Regions from separate parts of the Macaca mulatta genome. Here region 2 is linked to region 1. A link is a contact called in public Hi-C data. All regions are on one chromosome and are shown on one strand. Each heading gives the region's core, a stretch centred on a gene start, on an enhancer-like site or on the middle of the called end of the contact. The rest is flanking DNA. Distances are from core to core; before and after follow the strand shown.

What was found. A called contact is a pair of places that touch in the nucleus more often than the background predicts.
Region 2: a Hi-C map of liver shows a contact between it and region 1, with 4 times the contacts expected there. The contact joins the promoter of RUNDC3B here to the promoter of DBF4 in region 1. A contact is called at or near these places in 3 of 14 Hi-C or Micro-C datasets (fetal cortex germinal zone, fetal cortical plate and liver).

The regions. Positions count from the first base shown.
Region 1 is chr3:131,510,302-131,516,839 of T2T-MMU8v2.0, forward strand. DBF4 (DBF4 zinc finger) reads right to left here and starts at 3,186. Exons shown (of 12, transcript XM_015134147.3): 1 at 2,901-3,186; 2 at 1,456-1,631. The coding sequence starts at 2,946. SLC25A40 (solute carrier family 25 member 40) reads left to right here and starts at 3,316. Exons shown (of 15, transcript XR_013415472.1): 1 at 3,316-3,583; 2 at 4,200-4,237.
Region 2 is chr3:131,747,861-131,754,398 of T2T-MMU8v2.0, forward strand. RUNDC3B (RUN domain containing 3B) reads right to left here and starts at 2,966. Exons shown (of 14, transcript XM_077997091.1): 1 at 2,439-2,966. LOC114677268 (small nucleolar RNA U13) reads right to left here and starts at 6,094; the gene lies at 5,993-6,094. It also overlaps a transcript of ABCB1 not described here.

The DNA of each region.
Region 1 (6,538 bases), core at 1,936-4,435:
AACAAAATGAATAGTAAAAAAGTAGAGTAACTTTTCAGAGATAGGTAAATAAAATATCATATTAACAAACAGTTCCAGGAAACTTGTTAGCACATGTTCTTCTGGTAAGTTTCTAGTTTGGGAATTGGCAGGGCCTGGAGGGCTCATGCCTGTAAATCCCAGCACTTCAGAAGGCTGAGGTGGGCAAATCACCTGAGGTCAGAAGTTTGAGACTAGCCTGGGCAACATGGTGAAACCCTAACTCCACTAAAAATACAAAAATTACCCAGGAGTGGTGGCACTGCCTGTAATTGTAGCTACTCAGGAGGTGGAGGCTGAGGCATAAGAATCACTTGAAGCTGGGAGGCGGAGGTTGCAGTGAGCCGAGATCGCACCACTGCACTCCAACCCAGGCCATATAGAACGAGACTCCGTCTCAAAATAAAAATAAAATGAAAAGTTACCAGTCTGGGAATGAAAGGATCAGTTTAGACACTCAAAGACACAGACCTTCAGAAAGTCAAAGTCCAGTATGACCCTTTAAGACAGAAAAAACCTTTATCACCTCATTTGCTAAAATTCATCCAATATTAACCTTAATCCTATTAAGATCCTAGAATTTTGCCTGAGTTTTCTTTTTTTTTTTTTTTTGAGACAGAGTCTCGCTCTGTTGCCCCGGCTGGAGTGCAGTGGGGCGATCTTAGCTCACTGCAAGCTCCGCCTCCTGGGTTCACACCATTCTCCTGCCTCAGCCTCCGAAGTAGCTGGGACTATACGCGCCTGCTACCGCGCCCAGCTAATTTTTTTTTTTTGTATTTTTAGTAGAGATGGAGTTTCACCGTGTTAGCCAGGATGGTCTCGACCTCCTGACCTTGTGATCCGCCCGCCTCAGCCTCCCAAAGTGCTGGGATTACAGGCGTGAGCTACTGTGCCCGGCCTTTGCCTGAGATTTCTAATTTCCCAATCATCTAATCAGTGTACAAGGTAGGAAAGTATCTCCAGATTCTTAATGCAAATTTTTATTCCTTTAATAACATTCATTCTGTTGAAACAGCATCTGTATCGCTCAGGAACAATTTTAACTGTGTGGTTTGCATGGGTGTTCTGTAATAACATTCTTAATTGTTACACTAGTCCATACAAACTTACGTAGCTCCCCAAGATTCATAATCAAGAAACTGCTGTCATCTGGAGGACATTCCAACATTACAGTAAGCAGTTCCATTAGGACAGGGGAGTCTTATACGCTGGGAACTTTATACTAGACTGCTAATCGGAGAAACCTGAAAGTTTTGCCAGTCCACAAAAGGTTAAAACAAATGGTTTTTCATTAACGATAAACAGCTGATAATAATGTTAATCTTGGTGCTAACAGAAGGGTTTAACTTTTCTAAAATGAAAAATTTAAATGATTACATAGTAGAAAGTAGTAGTTACAAATTTTTCCTTCTATGCCAGTTTAGGGTTTTCACTTACCCCTCCCAGATCCTTAATGTCCTTTTGCAGTTTTTCAGATATGGTGACAGAAGGTAAGTCAAGGTAAAATACTTTTCCCAAAAGTGGCTTGTATTTGGATTTTTCTGGCCTGTTATCAGTTTTCAGAGATTTCAAAGATGGTCTGTTTTTTTCATTTTTGACTTGGATTCCACCTGCTATTAAAGATATTTAGAATCAGATGTTTTACACAGACACTTGTACTATTTTTAAAACATTTCATTATACAATATTACAAAATAAAAATCCTTACAATCCTACCAGTTTATTAGCACTGAAATGTATTTCTTTGTAGCACTACTTAGGACAGAGGCAAAATGCTCTATATATTTTCACAGACCGCATATTGTAAAATAATAGTTGACTCAGCAAGAAATATTCTTGTATTTATTCCTGAGGCACGGGACTATATAAAACTCTTTTGAAAGATTTTCTTCTTTAGGATGTAAACTCCATGGGGGTATTTAATACTCAACTACTTATTGAGCATCTGCCATTCTGCTGAACATTCAAAACTGGTGTTTAAACTTCATTTAGCGATGAAAGAATCCTGTTACCCAGAATAACCTAGTCAAGGGTTTCAGACTGCTCAAGTTTTAGTTTCATATAAAGTTTGTCTGCATGTTAACAACTAAATGGTCCATTTCACATACAATTTGTCTTTGTATTAGGAATTTAACGGTCCATTACGAAGAACTAAACCTTTCATTTCATTATTTTCATTAAAAACAGATCTGAGATCCGAGCAACTGCTTTAAAAATTAATTTTTCAAACGCAACCTGTTCTTAAATTGGTAATTACTACACATATACAAATACCTGTACAAAAACTTAGGTGGTGGAATGTTTCACCAAATAAAGTGATTGAAAATGGAAATGTGCTTTTGTTTCCCTGTTTGTAATGTTGAAACCAGCAATGGGATGTTTGAAATACAAATGCTTTCCCCCAACTTATGAGGAAGGGAAAATAAACTTTCAAGGGTTAAGACCAAAAATCCACCCACAATCACTCAATCTAATACTGAAGCGAAAAGCGACGAGCGTGTCTGACTTTAAACTGAGGATGCTGTCCGTCGCCTCCAAGGGCCCGGGCGGAGGCGCAGCATCTGCGGAAGCCGGGCAGAAGAGAGCACGGCAGCCCCAGCGAGGTCCCGGATCTGCACATTGTTTGCTAGTTTTCAACCGAAGGCACGACCGGGAATGAATCTGGGTCCGCCGCTGTAAAGGGCAGAGCGCTCGAGGGGCCGGGCCGGAATCCGTTCCTTCTTAGACAAAACACTGAAGGAGCCCCTTCCTTCAGACCCCAGAGGAGGGCGGTCAGAAAAAAAAAGCTGAGGAACCGGCGGGAGAAGTCTGAAGAATCAATGGTGGAACCACGAGGGGAGGAAAGGATTAAAGGGACTGCAGGCGGAGGAGGGGCTTCTTACCCTGGAAATGCCCTTTACTGTGGATCCTCATGGCTCCGGAGTTCATGGCAGTCGCCCGGTACCTACATGCTGGGTCCGGAGAAAGTGTCGCGCTGGGCGGCCACGAAAGCACGGCTTCCCCAGGCCTGTTGACAGGACGGCCGCCTCTCTCCTTCCGCCGGCTACGGCCTCCACGCAGCAGAGGTACCGCGTCTGCGGGTCGAGTTTCCGGGGCCGGATCCGGCTCCAAAGCGCGGAGGAGGAAGGCGCAAAGCACAAACGAGTGGGTTGCGGCGGTTGAAGATTTGAAAACGCGTCACGCGGCCGCGGCGCCGATACGCGCGCCCCGCCCCGTCTCACGCCGCGCGCCGTGCCCCGCCTCGCGCTCGCCCCTCGTGCCCGCCTTCTCGCGCCGCGCGCCCCGCCCCCTCACGCCGCTGTCCTTGTGGCGCCTCGCTCGGTCTCCGCAGGATATGTGTTCCCCTCTGCCCCGCTCCCATTCCGATGCCCTCTCAGCCTCTGACCCCGGCTCTCAGTCCGCCGCTTCAGGTCTTGGCGCAGCCACAGAGAGTTGGCGCGGCTCTGTGTTGACCAAACCTAGTGGATGCAGTTAGCGCTGGAGCCCTGCCCCGCCCATCACCAGGGTTATTTCCGCCTTCTAGGTTTGCCAGGACCGCCGGCCTTCCAGCTGCTTTCTCCCCCAGGTATGCTAATTTTCCACTGGTCGGACGTCTGGGAGGCTGAAGGCGAGGGGCTTCGGCCGATCCCGGACTCAGCTCTGGCCGGGGCCGGAGCCGGGCGGTGGCGGCAGCCGCAGCCCCTGCTCAGCGCGCCCTGGGTCGCACAGCCAGCGGGGTTTTCCCGCGGTCACTGCCGACCCCGCCGGCTGAGGACAGGCCGCAGAGCGACTTGCGGGAGAGAGAGCGGTCCCGGGGGACGTCGGAGGGAGGAGGCGGCCCCCGGTCGTGACGGCAGCGACACCCCAGAACGCGTCCAGGTCACTTTGTGTCCTTGGGTAGTTGGCTATTTGCGCTGCCCTGTTGACTTTTATTGTATACAGAACTGTTTTTGTTTACTTGTGTGTAACTTTATTTCAATAATGAAGGAGTGGAAAGTAACATCACATTTTTTTTTCTGTAAAACAGATTAAAGATCAAATTAAAATGTTGTGAATATATTTTAATTTTATAAGTTGGAACATGCCTCGCCAAAAAAAAATCTGTTTCTTCGGGAGGAAGAGGATGTTTTGAACTATTTTGCGTTCCTCTACTCCAGGCCATAATAGGCACTCCTGTAATGGTTGTTTTTTTTACCTGGTAGCTCAAGGAAGTCAGAGTGTCAGCGTTACAGTTTTGCAGGTAGGTACCTCAAAGAATAGACAAGGGTGGGTTGTGCCAATATTAGCTGGAGAACTCAGAGAACACGTTTGCTAAGGGAAATGAGAGTTTGGTTTTAGACAGGTTTATGTTGAAGGCCCTGGGGCGACAATCATGGAACTATGCTTATTAGACAGTTGAAGATGTTTATGACTCGAGAGAAATGTCTAGGAAAAGTGGACATGGGAAGAGGAAATAGAGTGATTTGATATCTCTCCAATAAAATATTTCTACCTCACGGTCTGTTGATTTTAATCATGGGGCAGTTCATTAAAGGTTAACAGATCTTGAGTGGTGGAAGGAAGTGTGGTTTAAGTAAACATATTCAATATTGTAATTTCTATGGGAACTTATTTTCAAAATACAAGCTACAGAGAGCACAAAATGTCTATATTAACAGAAAGATTTAAAAAGTTGGGAAGCACTAATATATAATGTAATTAAAGCTCTGGGAGGAAATGAAATTGCCAAGGAGAGCATGTGAAATGAGAGAACTGATTAAAAGCGTGGTTGATGAAATACTGAAAGATATGGAGGAAATGCCACAGAATTGGGAAGAGACTGCAAACATTAGAATCATATGGGCTTCACTACTTGGCCTCTGGGTAATTTTGAGCCCCAATTTTAATCTGTTAAAAGGGGGTAATACTTCTCAGGGATGTTGTAAAGGTTAAATGAACATTTTTGAATGCTTAGTACAGTACCTGGCACAGAGGAGAGCTCCTTAAGAGCTCTGTAATTATATCCTAGTGAGCGCTGCACCAGTTCCTTCATCCCCAGGACAGGTAAGATTAAGACTTGAAAAATACGTGTTTGATTTTGGCGTTTCAGGTATCATTGGTTTCCTTAAGGGTAATTTGAGTGGGTGGCGGAGATGAGTACAGTACTAGATAAAAATGATCAGCTTGAAGTTCAGACAGGTTGAGTGTACTCTTTCAAAAAAATTGTTATTTTAGGAAAGTACAATGGAGGGAAGACTTGATCTTTGGAAGGTTTAGAGGATGTGGGAAAGATTTAAGCATGCTTCTATTGAGGAACATTTTTTCAAAAAAGGAAGTCCATTTTATGTTCTTGTGAAAGATGAGTTGTGTGTCTTATTTACTGTGAAGAGGAAGGACAGTAACATAGTTGCACCCTATGCTGTTAGACTCACCCTTGACTGCACTGAAGGTGGTAATTCCGAGCAATAAATAAACAGGAAGTCTGCTTTACTCGATAGTTAGTAATTTTCTAATCTATTATCCGAGGTTAGTTTTTAAAAATATTACTGGAACCTAAATCTTTTAGTAGCCACAGAAAGGACGTGGCTATAGTCAGTAATGATACAAACCTCCTTTTTATTGTCCAGTGGTCAGGTCTGTTGGTAAGAGGATGGGGTTTGTCTTAAAGTAGATCTTGAAAATATGCTTGAAAACATTCCTTCAGAGGAAGGGTAGACATTCAAGAAGTGAATGGGGGCGGGGTTATTTATGGTGAGAAACTATGTTCAAGAGTTATATTAGGCAAAATTGGAGAACATTGAGCAGAATCATGATCTAATTAAATGAATATGTGGCTGTGAATCAAGAGAAATGAATTTTATTAATTACCTGCCCTATCCCTAACTAGTTTTATGACCTTGAGCAAATGTTAACCTTTCTGGCAGGGCATAGTGGCTCAAGCCTGTAATCCCAGCACTTTGGGAGGCCGAGGTGGCGGATCACAAGGTCAGGAGATGGAGACCAGCCTGGCTAACATGGTGAAACCCCGGCTCTACTAACAATACAAAAATTAGCTGGGCATGGTGGTGTGCGCCTGTAACCCCAGCTACTCAGGAGGCTGAGGCAGGAAAATCACTTGAACCCAGAAGGCGGAGGTTGCAGTGAGCTGAGATCGCGCCATTGCACTCCAGCCTGGGCGACAGAGCGAAACTCCATCTCAAAAAGAAAAAAAAAGTTAACCTTTCTATGCTAGAATTTCCTTATCTATAAATGAAGATAATATTTAGTCTACTCCACAACTTTCTGTGATTATCAGAGATCTAAATCTGATCTTTCCGATTACCTCACACATATCCAAATATAAATTTTTTATTCTAGAATCTAGACAAATTAATTTTATAATACTTACCACTTTTTTTCTTTATTTTGCCTAAGCCTCTTCACCTGGCTTAGCAAGAATTTTTTCCTGTCCATAGCAAACCTAATTTAGATTCAACCTTTATCTCCTGCTCATTTGGGTCTTGAATAATAATCATTCCTGTTTGATTCATGTGCCAACTATTAATATGTTGTTTTCTGAAAT
Region 2 (6,538 bases), core at 1,716-4,215, 240 kb after region 1:
ATAAGAGACATGAGTGAAATACCCAGGGTTTGGTGACTCTGGAAAGTAAACTAGCAATAAATGCATAAATGCTGCTTTATACATTTTTCTTAATTTGTCATGCGGCTTCTTAAAATGTACAAATGACCTATAGTGACTTTCTTCCAAAAAGTAAAAGTCATTCAGACAAAGCCTATCATATAGACCACATTACTACACATGGATAATTTACATGCACCATCAACTATTTGGATATGAAGATCAGCCTTAATATTATCCATATAAATAACTATACAAATGAAATCCAGAGCAGAAACCGCAATTTATTTTAGCTATTACATTAAATCTGTATGTAAACCATAACTAAAGTTAGCATATACTCATTTCACAGTAGAAAATAATAATGTAAATTACAATAATGAAAATACAACTAATACAGAGAGTTGTCCCCAGAAATCAGTGTGACGTTCCTAAAATTTCTTAAAGATAATTTAAAATTTAATTTAAATAAAGTTGAAATACAAATCCTTTTCTTTTCAACTGTCTCTGATAAGGGCACAAATGGTCATCACATGATCTAAAGCCAGTCAAGATAAAAATGGAGAAGCAAAAGGAACAGTAGCCATCATTGAATTTATTCATTCAATAAATATTTCTTGAGTGTCAGATGCTATATCGAGAATTTGAAAAAAAAAAAAAAAGACAGATAGAATCATTACCCTTGTGAAGTTTAACAAAAGCTGATAGAGCTTTTTATTAAATGTTACCCCCCAAGAAGCACTGTATATGTTGAAACTACCCTTATTTTTAAAGCAGTTTTTAATGTCTGTATATTATGGTTAAGAAAATCAGCCTTGCTTATTGTTCCATTTACCCACTTTAAAAATATTTACCTATACTTTAAAAAACCTAACAGCCTATTTGTCTCAAAGAGTTACATCATAGACAGCACAAATGGTAAATTAAACAGATGCCATATTACTTGACCATTTACAACTCAAAGTGCTGTAATAATTACATACACATATACAATCACAGTCAATGAAGAAGGTCTTCTTGCTAGATAAACATTTGTAATAATCCAAGCATTTTTTAAAAAGTCACTGTGAGTTAACTGCATTTAAGTCCTAGAATTATAATCTGTATTCCACTTAAGATGCTAGACACATGTTCACACAAGAAAAATAACGGAAAAATACAGAGAAATTGCAAAGGAAGAAAAAGTTTCATTATCATCTGATTCTTAAGAGGAATATCTCTAGGTGATGATTAGGAGTTTGATGGAAAAAAGTAATTTTAAAACAATGGTTCAGAGAAGTTCCTAAGAAATTGATGCTTAGGGTTTCAATTTTTCTTAATACTCAGATATAAGACTTAAAGGAAATATATCAGCATGTTAAAAACCAGTTTTCTCTGAATACTAGGCTTATTATAAACAGTAGTTATTTATTTATTTATTTATTTATTTATTTATTTATTTTTGATGGAGTCTCCCACTGTGGCCCCAGCTGGAGTGCAATGACGTGATCTCAGCTCACTACAACCGCCTCCCAGGTTCAAGCGATTCTCCTGCCTCATCCTCCGGAGTAGCTGGGATTACAGGCACCCCCCACCCCCGCACCACGCCCGGCTAATTTTTTGTATTCTTAGTAGAGACGAGGTTTCACTATGTTGGCCAGACTGGTCTCGAACTCTTGACCTCGTGATCCGCCCGCCTCAGCCTCCCAAAGTCCTGGGATTACAGGCGTAAGCCACCGCGCCCGGCCCAATATAATTATTCTTCTACTGTTTCTATATTTTTCTGAAGTAAGGAAATACTACATTTACCGTTATAAAACATTAAGGAAAGGCAGGCCTTAGAATAAATAATTGACATAAAGACCACAGTCCCACTCTTAATAACAACTGCAGAGCCAGCACTAGCACTGTAGCTGAAAAGTGGATAGTACACACACGCTCACACACACAATGGCTGGCATGTAGTAGGCACTCAACTAACGTGTGAAATGAAATGGGTGAAGATAACGTAAACAAGCCAAAACAACGAAATGCACTCTGATTTGGGGGCACCACAGTAAACAATCACAGTTACTACCACTTTATCAAAAACTGGCTGACAGCTGAATGGGCATTAAATGAAAGAGTTCTTCCTCCCTGCCCTCCTCTTTCACTCTGACACTAGATTGCACATTCAAAACAAATCCTCCCCCAGCCCCGCCCCAAGCTCTACCCTCCGATACCTCCAGCACTGGAACTGACACAAAGTCCAGGGCTGCGGCGGTGTCCAGACCCGGGCCCCTGTCCAAGGAGCTGCGCGCTCACACACTCGGCTGGCGCAACATAGGCAGGGGCACTGGGCGGCAGCCCATCATGCCCGGGACCCCCCAGGGACCCGCGCGCAAGCCCAGAGGTCTCAGCCCCGGCCGGAGGCTGGTTCCCCTCGCCCTGCGCTGCCGTACCTGCACACGGTGATGAGGTTCCTCCTCTCCACCGCAGCATTGCGGGAGCTCAGGCTTTTCTTGCCGCCTCCACCGCCACCGCCTCGGATCCCGCTCAGGCCCCCCAGGCTCCGGGAGGCCATGGCGGGCTTACCCCCGTGCCCCTTTTGTCTCGTGCCGCCCCGCACGCCCCCCCACACCTGCTTAAGGGTGTTCTCGCTCGGTCCGCGACCGTGGGGGCGCGGGAAGATTGTAGGAAAGGAGCCTGGAGGAAGGAAGGGTGTGGAAGACAGCAGAGACTCGCACCCGGGGACTGACGGCTAGCCCTTGGCACCCGAGCTCCACACACACGCACCACCTCCGCCCTCGGCGCGCCGCCGACTGCCGGGCTGCGCGTGCGGGTCGGCGTCGGGCGCTCTCCTCCTTCCCGAGGGACCTCAGCAGACGGCGCGCGCGCGAGCCCGTCGGCCCCTCACGCCCAACCACCCACACTCCGCAGCCGCTAGTGCCCCAGCCCAAGCGGCAGCAACTAGGGCCCCGGCCTCGCGTGCGCAGCCCCACCCTCTCTGCGCCTATCAAATCAACGCTACCCCCGCCGGATCCAATCGCGGCACCGGAGGGGCGGGGCCGGCCGCGCGAACTTTTAAAGCAGCGGGCTCAAGCCCCGCCCCGACGCGTGGGCCGCTGTCAAGACGCCGGGCTCGCTATTGCAGCCCGCTAGCTGCCGCCAGTAGCCACGCAGGCTAGCAGCGGGGATTGTGGGATGCGGGGCCCCACAGTGCTGGGGGCAAATTGCCACCCCTTGCCTGGAGCCAAGCTTTAACGGCTGATACCTATTTCCATGGCTGCCGTAGCTTCAGTGTCTGCCTAGAAAGCAGCGCGCCGGCTCCCACACCCGACCCTGGGCCTGACTACTAAGAAGGGAGGAGGGTTCCTTTTGTCCTGACGCCCTCCCAGGAGCTAATAAACAGCAACACAATGGCCTGAGAAGAGTGGGGGGAACTGCTCTTAGAATCTCCTTCTTGGCGCATGTGGTGGCGAGATTCCTTGACCCTCCACACCATGTCGCTTTCACCTCAGCCTCCAGCGCAGCCCGCACCCGGGACTGACCGCCCGCCCAAGGAGGAGCGCGGTGCCAGTGTAGAGTCTTCTGGCGTCCTGGGCCGTGACTCCGGTCCGGGACTGGGAATAGTAAGCCCAGGAACGACGCGGCCTCGGTCCAGACGGGCTGCTCCCTCAAGAGTCCTGGAGCGCCCTCCTCAACGCGCGTGTTCGGAAGCGCCCCCTTCCCAGAGCTTCTCACTACCCTCCTGGGGGAGGGTCCCGGCTTGGGCCAGGTCCTCTGACTCACCTAAGCCTGCTGTTTACCTCCCTTTGCACCAATATGCCCAGATTTTAGAGTGCAATCCTAAATGACTTACTCTCCCTGTGGGACCTAGCACGGTGCTGCACACAGAACAGGTTCTCAATAAATGTTTCTCAAATTTAATTTGAAGTCACATTTGACATGATTTTTACTGAAATTTCACGGCTTCAGTGGCTCCAAAATCCATGTATCTTCCACCTCTGGTTTTGAAGTTTCTGTCAAAGAATGTTATAGAGTATACAGTTTTGTGTGGCTCTCTCTTTTTCTTATATAGCATCCCTACTAATACAGGACATACTGTTACTCTTGAATGTTTTAACAACACACGTTTGTGTAATAAAGCTGTAAATTCCTAATTTCTGAGGTTTTTACAGTTTAAAAATCTCTGTTTAAAATAATCAAAGAATCATCCTTTTCAGCTACCATATCTAATTTTATTCTACTATTCTGTTTAGTAGAATAAAAATATATGGGCCAGGCGCGGTGGCTCACGCCTATAATCCCAGCACTTTGGGAGACCGAGGTGGGCGGATCACGAGGTCACGAGTTCAAGACCAGCCTGACCAACATAGTGAAACCCCCATCTCTACTAAAATTAGCCGGGTGTGGTGGCACACGCCTGTAGTCCCAGCTACTCGGGAGGCTGAGGCAGGAGAATCGTTTGAACACGGGAGGCAGAGGTTGCAGTGAGCCGAGACTGTACCAGTGCACTCCAGCCTGGGCGACAGAGTGAGACTCCATCTCTCTCTCTCTCTCTCTCTCTCTCTCTCTCTATATATATATATATATATATATATATATATATACACACACACACACACACATTCCTCTCTCTCACTATATGTATATATAATATCGGTCTTAACTAATGTGCTACCATAAATATTCGTTCATACATTAAAATTTTAAGAAAACAATTTAGTCAGACTTTACACTTTATCTTTCAAGTTAATAAAAGCAGGGGAGTTTTCTGTATATGGATGTTTGTGACTAGTCAGCGCACTTCTTCCAGAACATTACTTATGTACTCTCCTGTGACAGGAAGGCTTATAAAGAGTTTTCTTCTAGGAGCTACAACTTAGCTTGTCTCTTCTTGATAGTCCAACAGTTTGGGTTCAGAATTAGCCATCAGGAAACAGATGCACTGGTTATGCAGGCAGTCTCAGCAAAATATTTGCACTGGCAATGACAAATACTACTCAAATTAATGTTGTTATTATTTAACCACAGATAAAACTGCAGAAGGAAAAGAGTGGAAAGCCATTAGTTATCAAGAAAATTTCTAAAACCCCATGCTTGGGTGTGTCGTGAGTGGGGGAGAGAACACACATGCCTCTGAAGCATTTATCAAGAAGATAAAAGTGAGTGATCATGACAGAATGAGAAAAGTGAGATGTTAGTATCCTCAAAATTGACTTCTAGCCTCCAGTACATTTTCATATTTGCACTGTGAACTATGACTGAAAACTTAGTAAAACCCCATCTTAAATGATGAGGTAATAATGTTATTTTTCAAATGTCACTCTTAGCGGGATTTAGTTGACATATTGGTACTTGCTTACCAAGACTGCCGTAAACAAGCTGTGTTTTTGTTTTGCTTTGTTTTGTATGTATGGCGTGTCATTACACTGCCACACGGGGGCCTTATTTGATAAGGCTTTTCTCACTTATCCTAAGCAGTATGTCCCGGGTCTCTTTCTCCCTCTAGATTACTAATCTGGATATTGTCAATCAATTTATTCAGTACACAGCATAATATTATTATAGAGCTCCATGAGTTCCACATCACTTTTTGGACTTCTTTTGGAACCTATTTCAATTATTTTTATTTATTTAAGCATTGCACAAAGGTTATTCAAAGATTTCACAAAGATTCACGGTAAAAATTTTGAAAACAGTAGATACGTAAATAAACTTACAGGAATTCCGTAGAACTGAATGGGCAGAACATATCCATTCACCATTTTCCCAACTTCCTTCTTCTAATCGAAACAGACAAAATTACAAGTGCAACATATAAAATGTCCTCAAATATAAAATACTATAAAATGTAAATATAAAGTGCTATAAACCAGAAAGATCACCAAACCATAGTTTATTCTAGTCTCAGAGAAGTGGACTTTTTAAATATGCCATAAACCCAGTATCTGTACAGAAGAAACTAGAAACAGTGAAGATGTAATTTTTAAAAATTTTTATTTTACTTTGACGTCAGATGGGTAATATGCTGACGTCATAACAAGGATTGAGTGAGGCACATCTCACATGTGTGTGAAAGCTCAGTCATCACGCTTATGAACCACAAATGGATAGATACAAATTTTTTCAAATCCACAAATCAAGCATCATCATAAGCGAAATCAAAAGCAAATGAGATCGAGAAAACATTTTTAAAACTCAAATCATAGACAAAGAGCTAATTTCCTCTATAAAGTACTCCTGCAGATCAATAAGCACTGTTTCAGTGGCACAATGAAGGTGAAAGCCAAATTCCAGTGAGTAAAAAAGTCAGTGGGAAGTGAGTATCACGCAATCTTAAAAAGTTGTGAAGGGGGAGAAAAAAAGAGTGGTGGTATGGGGGAATATTGAACAGAAGGATGTTGGTGTTTTATTGCTATTGTGTCATTATTTTTCACAGAAGTGACTTGAGCATATTTTAAAGCTGATGCAGTGAATCTACTGGGAGGGAAAGGTTAGTAATACAAGAGAGAGAAAAAAACGATCAGAAGCGAGCGTGAAGAAAATGGATGAAAAT